4 separate regions of the Sus scrofa genome follow, and regions 1, 3 and 4 are each linked to region 2. A link is a contact called in public HiChIP or PLAC-seq and promoter capture Hi-C data. All regions are on one chromosome and are shown on one strand. Each heading gives the region's core, a stretch centred on a gene start, on an enhancer-like site or on the middle of the called end of the contact. The rest is flanking DNA. Distances are from core to core; before and after follow the strand shown.

Region 1 (3,503 bases), core at 680-3,179, 170 kb before region 2:
CTGGCCCCCGGCCCTCTGCTGCACTCACTGACCTTCTTTACCTTCCTCCAAACAAGAGGGTCTCTCTGGATTCCTGACTGGCTGTTCTGACTGCCAGGAATGCTCTTACCCACCCCTTGTGTTTTAGGCTGACTCTTGCTCAGACCTCACTGTCAGCTCAGAAGTCCAAAGTCACAGCTAGAATGTCGATCTGAAATCAAGTACCCCAAACCAAGTTCATGATTAATCTATCCCAAACTAGCCCACTTTGACTTCAACTCTGTGCTAATGGAACACACTGATCAACCAGTCAGGTGACTAAAATTGTTACTGTTGATAACATCAAGTGGTCAAAAAAATGTCACCTGTCATTTCAGTAAACAAAGGATGTTGCAGCCATAAAGTCACGAGCCATGGCAGCTGCCCCGAAGGTGCACCCTGAGGTGAATTAAGGATGGAGAAAAACAGGATAATGGCCCTTGATAGTTAAGGGACACATCAAAGGAATGATTTCAATGAGTCCAGAAAAAGTAGAAAAGAGAAAAAATAGAAAAGCACTTGATTAATGGTAATCTTCTGATGTTTGACTCTTTTTTTTTTTTTCAGCAAAAATTTCTATTATCCTGGTTCCTCCCTTAACCTCTGTGGGTGGAACAGTTTCTCAGAGCTATCTGAGAGGCTACCAGCTGCCACTATAACCCTCAGGAAGGTCCCCAAATACAACATAATTCTCAACGTTCAGGTTGTGCTTTTTTTCAACTGACAGTCATTAATGTACAAAAATTACTATTATAGATGTCATGATGAATATACAAACCCAGGTCGTTTCTCCAGGGCAAGATGGATCACCCTGCCAGAGAATTTTAAACTAGGGCTACCCTGATTCCTGAAACTACAATTAACAAATGTCACAAGACACTGATTAATTACAGCTTCTTTGCTCTTCTCTTTTGGAAAACAAAACAAAAAAAATTCCTCTAACTCAATGACTAAATTGGAGTGGAACTGAGCGAGGCTTGTCTCTCACTCCCTCATTTGGTACCCTGCAGTAAACCCTCTATCCTTCACCAGAACCTGGTGTCAGCAGATTGACTTTGCTGCAGGTCCACAGCACACCCACTGGGTCCTCCAGAAGCCTGTCTGAACCCACCCTCTCCAAGTCTCTGCGCACACAATACTCAGTACTTTCCCCAGCACATCACTTACCAATCCTCCTCCCACCACCCCTCAAATGTAAGCCCCACTACAGCAAGATTCATCTGTTCTTGTATGCGCAGTGCGCTGCTCACAGCAAGAGTTAATACAAATTTTAATGGGAGAGAAGGAAGTAACTTTTCCGAATCCACTGAGCCCAAGCGTGACAAAGCCAGAATTGGAATCTGCGTCATCCCACGCCCCCGCCCCCCAGCTTGGAAAAAAAGTCTCTGCTCCTGTGCATCCGACCTTCCTATCCCACGGCTTATTTAATGCCTAGCGTCAAGTGCCACAAAGTTGACATTTTCAGACGCGACATCTTCCATCTGCGGAATGAAGGTGCGTAGCACAGTGGGGAAAGGACATGAACCCCTCTCCCCAAGGACAAAGGAAATCTCGCCTTGCCTCCTCCTCAGGGAAGCATTCCGGTCGGGTGAGTCATTTCCCACGTGCTTAGTCTGCCTTAGACCAATATCTGAGTCTCAGGCAGCCTAGGCAAAGCCTCCCGCCCCTTGTCAGGAGCGGATCCCAGCAAATCCCAGCCCCAGTTGGCCCGAGGCAGGGTGCGCCTGCCTCTGCCTCCGCCCCCGCTCCCCGCTGGGGACGCCACCTACCTCCCGCCCCGACTTCCTCGTGTGGAGCTCGCCCCGCCTCCCTTTCCATCCACCGGTCTCGGAGTAGCACCCGCCGTTCGCCCCGCCCCGCGGGGCCCCGCCTCCGGCCCGCACCTCCCCTCTCCGCGCTCTCCCGAGGGCCCGCCCCAGCGGTTGGCCTGTGTTGTAGCGGCCGCCGGGCCCACCGAGCCAGTCTCCAGCTCGGGACAGCGTGGTGGAGGGCCCGGCCTGCCGGCGGGGCAGCCATGGAAGCGGCGGCGCGGAGGCGGCAGCAACCGGGAGCGGCGGGCGGCCCGGGCGCGCAGCCGGGCGCCTCCTTCCTGCAGGCCAGGTGGGCGCGCGCCGGGCGGCGGAGCGGAACCGCGGCCCCACCACGTGACCGGGCGGGATCGCGGCGCCGGGGCTGCGGAGCCCGGGATGGGTCTTTCCCCCTCTGGCTCTGCAGCTGCTCTCTCGCCCACTCGCCTGGGCCCCGCCTCCGCGCTCTTTCTCTTCCCGGGCGAGCCCTCCGCCCAGGGAGGCTCAGCAGCCTTGACCGGCTTTGGGACAGTCTGTCAGCTAAGGGACGTCTTCAGGGGTCCAAGAAACCTGGAGGGGTGGGGGTGGTGAGCCTAGAGGACACCCCCGCTCACTTGAGTCCCCAAGGCTCCTGCAAGCCCCAGGCGCCACCCCGAGTTCTCCTGCCCCCTCAGCCATCAATAGGAGTTGGATTCTGGTGTTAACATGAGGCTCACTCCTTGCCTCAAGGAACCCAAGAATGTGGGAATGTAAATGAAAGACAGCGAAGTGTGGAAGCTCCCCTCGGGAGAAAATGAGGAAGGGCTTTTCTCACAAGGTTGCTGTTCTCTCGGGAAGAAGTTAATGGTTTATTTAGTTGAGACGAGGCACTTGGGGCGGGGGAAGGTACAGAAGTCATTTTTATTTTATTTTATTTCAGGGAAAAAATCGATTTATTAAGATAGGACGCTAGTGAGACGTGCAAGCGGGCAGGCAAGGAGGCTCTGCCAGAAGCAACTTTTAAATCTTTCCCTCCACTCTGCCTTCATCCCGAAACATTCGTTGCCTATTACAGGCATTCATTAAGCATCTCTGGTGTGCCCCGCTCTGTGTCAGGCGCTGAAATGGTGGATGAGGTGAAGCCGGAGAGTCCCAGAGTCCAGAAGGACCTGGGAGGGACAGAATCCAAGCAGGGGCTGAGAGGTTATCTTGGAGGACTTCCTGGAGGTAGTAGCATTTGAGGTGCATCTCAAAATACTCAGTAGGTGACAGGGGAAGAAAGGCTGTTCCAGCTTGAGGAAAGGCAAGCGGTGCAGTGGTGCTGGAGCTTTCCATGTGTACAGTGGCAGGAGGATGCAGACTGGTTGCAGGCTGGAACCTGAATGAGAGCCTAGAGTGCAAAATTTAAGGAGACGCTCACTCTTGGAACACTCAAAAACCTTCCATGGCTCCCTTGCGCCTATTTAAATGTTGGGCCTATGTGCCTTAATTGCCTCACCCTAAATGGCAGGTTAAGGATGCAGTTTTTGTTCTGTAGGGCACAGGGGAGCCATGGCAGGTTTTTGAGCAGTAGCATGCTCAGAGTCAATTTTAGGAAGTCTGTGGTATGATTTGGGCTGAGGGAAGAAATCTGAGACACTTGGCTGAGAGTAGCTTTCTTCCGCTACTGAAGGACAGCTCTTGTTTTGGATCCCCTGCAACTTAGGAGTCAGCCTTAAA
Region 2 (3,450 bases), core at 300-2,799:
CCAGAGACAAACCTGACGTTTGGTTGTTCTGGAAGTTGTTTCATTGTAACAGAGATAATTTTTAAGTAATTTTTATTAATTATAAAACGACAACTCTCCCCAAAGATTTACAACTGTATATCCCATCTCCATTCTGACAGAGATGTCAGTTCTCTGGGTCAAGATACGACCAGCTGCTCGGTTCACACACAGGAAGCCACAGAGAAGGGAATATCGCGTTCACAGCCTCGAAATAATACTCGTTAGTTAAAAACTGATTGGTACTAAAGCAAAATTATTCAAGCGGGGCCCCATTTGTCACAATCCAATCAGGAGGGTTCCACCCCCCCTTCCCCAGCTGCTTGTGTAGTGGTGTATCTGCTTCAGTAAAGAAGCCATCATCAGGTAAAGAAGCTTGGGGTGGGAGAAAAAGCGGGGAAAAGGGGGCACCCTTTCATCCAATTTCGCGAGGCGTGAGTAACTGGTACAGTTGAAAGGAACGGAGGAACGTTCTATTTATTGGGAGTTGAAGTAGGACGAGGGGAGAATTTCGTTCAAATCAACATGGCCAGCAAGATGTCCCTACAAACAAAAGGCAACGGGGGGATATAAACACGAACCATTCACCTCCATCAGCTATAGCATCGCCATCATGGTGTGTGCAGAGACCCCCGAAGGCTCCTCTCACCCTCCACACCAGCCAAAAGGGAAGAAGGGGGAGTAGTTGCTTCCCACCACCTACCACTGCTTCCAAATACACACCCTCCGAGGGGGTTTCAACCCCCAAAGCCCCGCCGCTGCCCAGAATCAGAAAGAGTACCGTCCCGCCCCGACAAACTCCCCCGCTAACCCCCCTGTCGAACCCCAACGCCAGCCCGGGGTTCACTAAACTTTAGCGGAGCTTCTCCCCACATCCCCACCCCTAAGCCCCCAGGATCTTGCTGTCCACCAGTGGGGCACCCCAAGCGCCTCCTGACAGGCGGGCGGCCGGGGAGAGCCGAGTCCCGGGCGGGGGCGGCAGGGAGCCACGGAGGGGCGGGGCGGCCGGAGCCAAGTTCCCGGGGGTCTGGGGAGAGCGCCTGACAGGAGCCCGGGACTGCAAAGGAGGAAGAGGAAGCGGCGGCGAGGAGCTTTCCCAATCCCCCCTACACAAACACCCTGCCCCCGCTCCCCACGGGGGGCGGGGAGGCTGACTGGAAGGTGAAGAAGCCGAGCCCCGAGGACAGCCGCGGCCCCCACCTCCCGACTCCCGATCTCCTCCCCCGCCACCCCCGCCAGAGGCGCCCACAACAATAACACGCCGGGGACGACCCGTCAGCGCCCCCGAGGCACCCGGGGCCCGCGGCCCGCCGCTGCCGGGCCCCCTCTGCCAGGGCCGGGCGCGCCGCTCCTCCCTACAACTCCAGGCCTGGATGGAGTCAGGCTCGAGCGGCCCCCCAGGGTCGGACCCATTCCCCCTGGCACCAGCCGCGCCGTCTCCGCGGCCGAATATTAGAAGTGAATTCGAGCTGCGCTTTACCTTTAGTTCCGCACTGTCCGCCATCTTGCGTCTGTCAGCGCAAGCGCAGTGAATCTCGTCGGGGGCCGCCGCTAGGCCCGCCCCTCTAGCCAGCCTGGCCCCGCCCCGGTCCGTCCCCTCTTGCCCCTCCACCTCCCTGGCCCACCCCCGGCCTCCGCCCCGCTCCCCGTGCTCGCAGCCCCGCCCCGGGCACGTACAGCTGCGAGACAGCCACGTACTATTTAAATAATGGCGCCAAGCGGGGAGGTTTGACAGTTACTCCCCCCCTCTGCTTCCCTGCCCCCCATCCTTGCCAGGCCAGCGCCTTAGGGGAAAGGCCAGAGACAGAGGGCTGCTGGCCTGAAACCCGCCCCTCCGCGGCCTGCGGAACCATTCTGCAAAGCTTCTTTGCCTGCAGTCTCAGGAAACAATAATGCCCCTCTCCCCCAATCAGCAAGTCCTTTTCAGCACCTGCTACCTGCGATGCTACACGTGGGCTAAAAATAACAATCCGTTATCTTTAAGGATCACTTGATGAAGCATTTCCAGGTTCATTAGCTCAGATCCTCCTCATGACGACGCGGTGAGGCAGGCAAGGAAGAGATTACAATTCCTGTGGTATATATATTCAGATATAAAAACTCAGAGGGGAAAAGTGACTTGCCCAAACAAGTACTTAAAAGAAGTTACCCTAAGACAAAATTCTGAAGTTCATTTTTTGTTTTAACAAATAATTATTTAGTGACATTGTACCAGCCCTGTTTCTGGGGGCTATGTTGATATATATACGTTGGGAAGTTAAAAACAATAAAGTCCCTGCCTTCAGTAGTTCTCTAATGAAGGAAACAGACAAGTTAACCAATAAAGATACAATTACAAATGGCGAAGAATACCAAAAATGAGCAAACGGTCCAGTGAGAGAAAACGGGGTTGGGAGAAGATGTGCTTAATACTGGAAGGGCTTTCACCACTAAACCATTTAAGTAGACATGATAAAAGAATTATTTCACACCTTTTCCTCTCTTCTAAAAGCCTCCTGTTCCTCCTCCCAAACTCCACATTTTACTGCTCAACTTTGTCTCATATCTGATGGAAAATAAACCAAATACTAAGTCCCTTGTCTTCTCACTACCAAAACTACACATAGGCATAGTAGCATTTGGGTCATTATGAATGAAGTGTCCCTGCAACTATGAAGGCCAATCCCTCTACTGGATCTGGATTTTTTTTCTCTCCCACATTCCTAAGGATTTTACTTCTACCCTGCCTCCAGCATCCAGCATCATTATTTTTCTGCCCTCTCTATTAGATTACCTTTTTTTTTTTTGGCTGCATCATGGCACGTGGAAGTTCCCGGGCCAGGAGTCAAACCCCCGCTAGAGCTGTGGCAACTGGGATCCTTAACCCACTGTCCACAAGGGAACTTCTTATTAAATTACTTTTATCTGCATATAAACATACTGAAATTTCTCCCATCCAAAACAAACGTTCATGACTGCAAAATCAGAACTGCTCAATTTCTCTGCTCTCCTCACTGCATAAATTCTGAAAAAGGTTTTTCAAGAGCTCTGTACAGTGCTTGTTTCCCCACTTCCTCACTTCACATTCACTTCTCAGCCAACTCTGATCCAGCTTGGAATTCCCTCACCTAGATCACTTATCAAGATTACTAATGATGCCCAGGTTTCCAAAGTCAATTGCCAATTCTCTAGTCTTATCTAAATTGACCTCTCAGCAGAACTGCCAACAGTTGACAAGCTTCCTTTTTTTGAAACACTTTCCCTTCCGAACTTTCTTCAGTATCTTATGGTCTCGATTTTCTTATTCCCTCTTTTGGCTTCCTTTTCAAAATCCTTTGATTTCTCCTTTTTGGCTCAATATTTAAATGTTGTAGTGCTCCAGGGCTCAGTTCTTATCCTCTTTTCTATTTTACTCCCTCCCAAGTGAATCTCATGCAACTCCTTGACTTTAAG
Region 3 (3,061 bases), core at 28-2,527, 140 kb before region 2:
ACTCTGTGCCCCTCTCGCACTTCCATGGTCCCATCTCCTTTCCCCACCTCCCCCCACCCCAAGGCTGTTAATGAGAAGCTCCCCTCCTCTCTTGCTCTCCACCAAACTTTCCTCTTCTCAGCCCCAACAGGGAGGGGTCAGAAGCCTCCAGCTGAACATCTCTAGGTCTAGAAATGGGTGTGAAGGTGACTGATAGTGTAGAGGTAAAGGGAACCTTCCATATGGAGGCGGTTGGAGGAGGGAGGGAGAATGGTGGGCAAAGGAGGGCCCCACCTGTCCATGTGTCCCCACAGATTAGCAACAGGTCCCTCCTCTGTGCATGTGCAGCCCCTTTGCAGGCTTCACTTGTCCCTGGGCTGGGAGCTCTGGTGCTGCACACAACCTGTGCTGCCTTCTGTGCTGGTCCTAATAAGGTGGGTGGACCTTGGAGTTGGGGCCCCCAGGCCGGGCAGCCACCAGCCGTGGACAAGGATACAGCAGGTATCTGGGTGCCCAATGGGGAGAGCCCAGCTGTGCCGGGTCCAGCAGCTCCACTCACATCCTCAGGGGCTATGGGCAGCTGTGGGGGTAGAGCTCACACCACTGAGGAAATGGGGAGTCAGCAGCTTCTGCAGGAAGGGTGGGGGCTGCTGTGGTAAGAGGAGGGAAAGGAAGGAAAGTGGGAGGCTTCCTGGTGGAGAAAGTCACCTAAGAGGCCCCTTCTAAGCCCCCTGGGTAGCCTGTCTTGGGGCCAGATCTCCCAGTGCAGTTACCTACCCCTCACCCCCAGACCCAGCCTGAGTCCCTGGAAGGAGGGGAGGGAACTCTCACACATGAGAACTGACAGCACTCTGGCCTTTGACTCTCAAAAAGCCCTATGATGAGGTCCGGCTAGGACAGTGAGGCACAGAGCAGTGTAATGACATGCCAAGGTCACTCAGCAAATGGCTTGAGATCAGCAGGGCCTGTGTCCCTTCTGTCCATAGCATCCCCTGACTCTGGGGGTGGAGGTGGCTGTCACAGGGGTGCCATCAGGGCCGGGTTTTCTTTCACCTACAAGATGGTGTATGAAGAGCCTTAAGGCAGTGTGCCAAGTGCCTGACACCTAGGTGGAGTCTACCAGCCTCCAGAGAGAAAGACCCTGGCATCCCCTTCTGTGTGTCACCAACCCCTTCTTAGTGTCCACAGAGGGTTCCTAGGAAGGAACAATAGCGTTTGTCCCTTGGCTACAGAGCATCAACTTCCGGATGCAGGACTGTATGAAGGGGAAGCCCTTGTGCAGCTCTGGCCTCTCAAACCCCAAGCTGCTACCCGGCCCAGGGAGGCAAGCAGGCAGGCCTGGAACATCAGCAGAGCACAGGAAGCTGGAATCTGACCCCTGGCATTGGGCCTGGTCTCCATGGCAGCCGTGGATTTATTACCCGGGCCTCCACCCAGCTTGGTGGACTTTTGACTTGAAGTGGAGAGGAAGAGGAATGAGAAGGCGGTGCAGGGGACAGAGAGTGCACGGGTGGCAGCCGGAGGACCCTGCGTGATGGTAAGTAGGGGTCACTGTAGCCTGGCAGGGGCAGGGGGTGTTCGTGGGTCCCTCCCTGACGGTTTTTCTCTCTCTGCTCCAGGCCAAGTTTCTTTCCCAGGACCAAATTAATGGTAGGTTGAGTTTTCTTTTTCACTAGCAACTCACAGCGAAATATGGGTCTCATTAGGCGAGTTGCTCTGCTCACATTTTGTTGGTGGGTAGGAAGGCGGCTACAGCTTCGGCTTCAGGGCAGGGGGAGAGCTGGGCCCACCCATGGGCAAGGGGATGGCTGTTGGGTGGAGGCAGGTTGCAGTGGGGAGGGGCAAGGCTTGGAGGAAGGAAATGTCAGTGTTATGTTGTCAGTGTGATTTACAAGACAGTGATGGAAGAGGGCGCTCACTAGGTTTTCCTCCAGAACCTGCTGGTTGGGTTTAGGGAGGGAAGGGGAGAGGGGGTGGACCGAGAGATGCCAGCCACTGGCTGCAGCTGAGGGCCTGAAAAAAGAAGGGGCTTTGTCATTGGCTGAGAAAAAGGGCCCAGGTCTGCATTCTCTGGCAGGTTGCATCTACTCTCAGGGCCTCAGTCTCCTTATCTGTAAAGAGGGATCAGCTTAAGTGGTCTCTGAGGTCCCTCTGCCCTGTGACCAAGCCTAGTTTGGTGTAGGGAGCACTTTATCCCCCGGGTCCCCTTTATTTCTCACTGTGCCTGGTTCTGTTTCCCAAGGCCAAGCCCAGAGAGTTGGGTTACACAGAACGCAGGGGCCCAGATCTGATAGGGGAGGCCCAGCAGGGCTCAGGTTGGGAGGTAAACTGAGGCTTGCCTGGGCAGGGATTCCCGAGTTCTGGGTACCAGGAGCTTGATCTAAGAGGGAGAATGGGTGGGTGGATGGCAAGTTCCCAGTAGGCACCTCTGCATAGACCGCTGGATATCCTTACCCCAAAAGAGGGCCCAGAGCAGGGGCTTCTCTTGCCCAGATCTCAAGGCAAGACTTGGCTGAGTCTCACTGAGGCTGACAGCTGCACTGCAGCCCCATCACCCCACCAATACCTGGTTCTGAGCCTCAGTGACCATCCCTCTGGGGCCTCTGACTCTCCCAGAAGGAAGAAGGTAAGAGTGAGTCCCTTTGTATCCTAATATGTGACACAAAGAAAGTGACAACAAATGTTTAATGAATGATTAGATAGGGTGGCTGGATGGAGTGGGAAGACCCAGGGAACTTGGAGGCAGCAGATCTTGGCTCCAGTCACCTGTGAGCCTCAGTTGTCTCATCTGTGAAGTGGGAACAAAGACACTGCCTCACCAGGCTGCCATGAGAGACAGAGGATGTCAGCCATGAACCTGACATGGGGCCTAGGTGTCACCTAGATGTGTGCTGGAGCCAGCTTTCCCTGCCTAGCTTGAGCCAGCTGGTACAGTTTTAGGAATTTTTGGGAGCAGGTTGTTAAAATCAGCCATTAAATAATGGAAGATGAAAGAATGTTCCAACCTCTCTCTCTGCTACAAAACATTTTAAGATAGCTTTATAGCAATCAATAGTGCTGAAGATTTGACAGATTTCCATTT
Region 4 (3,122 bases), core at 196-2,695, 170 kb after region 2:
AACCTGCATCCTCATGGATGCTAGTCAGATTCATTTCCACTGAGCCATGACAGGAACTCCTCTCTTGAAATTTAAACCCTCCCTCCCCACAGGGATCCTTCTCCTCATTCCAGCAACATAATTGAATCTCACCCATCCCCAAAAAATCCCTCCTTTGTGTGCTTTGGGACAGGCATTCTCACGCACTGCAGGTGGGAGTGTAAACTGGCAAGATTTTTCTGGGAAGGACTTTGGTAAACTGAATCAAAAGCCTGAAAAATATTTGCACCCTTTGTCCCAGTAATCCTACCTCCAGAAATCCATCTAAGGAAGTAATCAGAAATGCTGACAAGGAGAGATGTTTAAAGATGTTAATCTCACTGTTATTTTAACAGCAAAAATTGGAAACAATCTAAAGTTTCAACATTCAGGGATAGGTTCAATAAAGTTTACTTAAATATAATGAAATTTTGTGCAGTCACTAAAAATATTCTTAAAGAAGAGCCAACATGGGAAACAACGTTATAAGTGAAAACAGCAGCGTATAAAAAATACATACAGTACGGGGCAGATTTTGTTATATATAAAAATGGCTAACGCTTCTGGAATGTTAGCTATTATATACAGCCTCTCACTCAATCTTCACAACATTCTTCTGCAATTAACACTGTTATTCATGTTAGGTAAAGAAAGAAACCAGTTAGAAAGAAAAACATCAATGTCTACAGGGAAGAAGAACAAGGGTAACTGATGAATTTTATTTTCTTCATGCTCTTTTTTATTTTCCAACTCTTTAACAAGGAGGTATTATTTTTTTTTGTCCAACAGAAATATCGAATTTTTCTTCTCCTTTCTAGTTTATATATGTGAGGACTGAAGAATCGGAACAATACAGAGAAAATGAAAACTCTCCACCCACTACTGCTATTCCAACCACAGAGAGAGTCCACTGTGGACAGTCTGGCTGTTTAATATTTGCCTTTAATTCGTATTTGGCTTTGGTATTTATATTTGCTTTTCCATTGCGAATGTAGACATATACACTTGAAAAAGCAAACGTGATCATCTTACCATGTCAATACTTAAAACTCGCTAATCTGGGTCCTTTTGGGAGGCTGCACTTTGGTTTCTGTCCTGAGGGATGTCCAGGGCCCCTTTCCAAGTGGTGAACCATCTCTGGTCCTGGCCACCCACCCCAAGGGCTCCGGGTTTAGGACCTGGAGAACTGCGTTCTGGCAGAAGCCATTTACTAGCTGTGTGACCAGAGGCTAACCACTTTTGCTCTCTGAGAGTCTGTTTCCCCATCCTTCAGATGGCCGTTACAGCTCTTGCCTTGCCCAGTTTACGGGGACACCGCGATGCTACAAATGCTGACGGCTGTGACCGGTTGGTTAAGTGCTGCCCCTAAATCAGTCCTCTTCAGGCTCCTCCCTTCTGCCTCTCCATTTCCCTGCAGCCGGAGAGATTCTTCAACTTAAGTAGAAAAGGAGGCTGGAGGGCCGCGCGAAGGGAAGGGACGTGGTCTCCAGGCAAGCTCTAGAAACCTAGAAGCTCGAAACTGACTTGTGAACCCCGCTTGGGCTGACTCGAGAGTCTTCTGACTGGCATCTGCGGAGGAGGAATCTCTGGAGGTGGAAGCAAAAAAACAAATGCCTAGAGTGCAGCGGCGTGTAGCAGAGGAAAGCACTAGAGGGCTCAAAACGCTGCCTTGCGTCCACCTCCAAAGTGGATTTTAAAGGCTCTGCAAGAGCGAGCCAGAGCAGAGGCGAGGGCCTTCTCCTGCGGAGCCGCCGCCCCCTGGTGGCGGCGTGCACATGTTACAGCTGCTTGATAGGCCCCGCCTCCTCGCGCAGGGGCTGTGGGCTGTAGGGATTGAGTTGCCATTCACACGTCCTGAAACTAAAGAGCCCTTAGCCAGTTCCAACCAAAACTGAAACGTGCCGGAAAGGGGAGGTCAGGCCTAGGTGAACCAGGACTGGAACCTGGGACTCCAGATGTCTCACCCAGTGGATGATTACAATTTATGGTAATCGTTAAAGCAAAAAGCCCTAGGCAATGAAGAGTTTATTCCAGTTATTGGAATAGGGAGAAGGGGCATGAACACCAAATGTCTGGTGGGTTTTTTTTTTGTTGTTTTTTGGGTTTTTTTTTTTTTTGTCTTTTCTAGGGTCACTCCCGTGGTATATGGAGATTCTCAGGCTAGGGGTCTAATCGGAGCTGTAGCTGCTGGCCCACGCCAGAGCCACAGCAACACCCGATCTGAGCTGCGTCTGCAACCTACACCATGGCTCATGGCAACGCCGGATCCTTACCCCACTAAGCAAGGCCAGGATCGAACCCTCAACCTCATTGTTCCTAGTCGGATTCATTAACCACTGAGCCACGATGGGAACTCCCCAAATGTCTTAAAGAAAAGGAAGTCGCCTAAGGTTTCAGAGAGGCAGGTGACCAGGGAGTCATCAGCCAGTCTCATGGGAATAGCAACAAAGGAGGTACATGGGTTGTTTTCTTGGCATATGCGAGAGCAAGGAGGTCCTGTTTCCCCAGAACTTAAGGAGGTGGGGAGTTTCTTATTCCTCCCTGCCTTTCAAGAGCACAGGACTCAGATAAAACTCAACGCTCTCATAATAAATGGCACAGACTACTTAAGAGGTGAGCATAGCGAGGCCCAGGTCATGCATCTGTGGATTTTAGTAGTGAGACAAGATTCCAACCTGCTGATACGAAACAACAAAGAGTCCCCAACCTGCAGTTTAAAGTTCCCTCTAAGCATAAAATCATAAAGTTACTGTGCAAGAGAGGAACTGAGCCAGCAGCAGAAATGACCTGCTCAGTCATGGCTTTTGGTCTGATGGAGCGTATCAGTGACCTGCTGGACTCACCCAGGAAAAGTGTTGGGATTTACCCCTAGAAAGGCAGGGTGGAGGCTGTGAAAATACAGTGAGGTCCCCTGGTCAAGTCTCGGGAAGGCCCAGGGCAGTTGTGGGATTCGGCTACCATGTCTCTCAGCCAGGCTGTCTATCTGTCTCTCTCTATGGCCCCCACTCTGTTTCTCTTCCTGCCCAGCTCCTCCTTCACCCACAGTCTCTCCTCTCCCATGACTTCAACTGGCACCTGGCCCCTTGTGGCCACCCCAGCCCTTG

The links. Promoter capture Hi-C pulls out the DNA fragments that hold promoters and counts their contacts. HiChIP or PLAC-seq counts read pairs in DNA pulled down with a chosen protein or histone mark.
Region 1: a contact with region 2 is called in an H3K27ac HiChIP or PLAC-seq map of skeletal muscle. The contact joins the promoter of CLN6 here to the promoter of PIAS1 in region 2. A contact is called at or near these places in 1 of 5 promoter capture datasets (fetal skeletal muscle) and 2 of 2 datasets of contacts at active chromatin or transcription factors (alveolar macrophages and skeletal muscle).
Region 3: an H3K27ac HiChIP or PLAC-seq map of skeletal muscle shows a contact between it and region 2. The contact joins the promoter of CALML4 here to the promoter of PIAS1 in region 2. A contact is called at or near these places in 1 of 5 promoter capture datasets (fetal skeletal muscle), 1 of 47 Hi-C or Micro-C datasets (skeletal muscle) and 2 of 2 datasets of contacts at active chromatin or transcription factors (alveolar macrophages and skeletal muscle).
Region 4: a promoter capture Hi-C map of fetal skeletal muscle shows a contact between it and region 2, with 4 times the contacts expected there. The contact joins the enhancer-like site here to the promoter of PIAS1 in region 2. A contact is called at or near these places in 2 of 5 promoter capture datasets (fetal skeletal muscle and liver), 5 of 47 Hi-C or Micro-C datasets (alveolar macrophages, brain, embryonic fibroblasts and 2 more) and 2 of 2 datasets of contacts at active chromatin or transcription factors (alveolar macrophages and skeletal muscle).

Annotation. Positions count from the first base shown.
Region 1 is chr1:166,124,472-166,127,974 of Sscrofa11.1, reverse strand. CLN6 (ceroid-lipofuscinosis, neuronal 6, late infantile, variant) reads left to right here and starts at 1,929. Exons shown (of 7, transcript NM_001243614.1): 1 at 1,929-2,118. The coding sequence starts at 2,033.
Region 2 is chr1:165,955,213-165,958,662 of Sscrofa11.1, reverse strand. PIAS1 (E3 SUMO-protein ligase PIAS1) reads right to left here and starts at 1,549. Exons shown (of 14, transcript XM_003121749.6): 1 at 1,499-1,549. The coding sequence starts at 1,522.
Region 3 is chr1:166,098,010-166,101,070 of Sscrofa11.1, reverse strand. It overlaps CALML4 (calmodulin-like 4), which reads left to right and starts at 1,277. Exons shown (of 5, transcript NM_001244619.1): 1 at 1,277-1,516; 2 at 1,599-1,629. The coding sequence starts at 1,514.
Region 4 is chr1:165,781,329-165,784,450 of Sscrofa11.1, reverse strand. No RefSeq gene overlaps it. Among named protein-coding and RNA genes, the nearest start is that of SKOR1, 29 kb to the right of the region's middle. Within about 2 kb of position 1,445, at least 51 of the 83 cell types and tissues checked have an H3K27ac peak or open chromatin away from gene starts, as enhancers often do. A contact at or near this core is called in alveolar macrophages, brain, embryonic fibroblasts and 2 more, where this site is marked.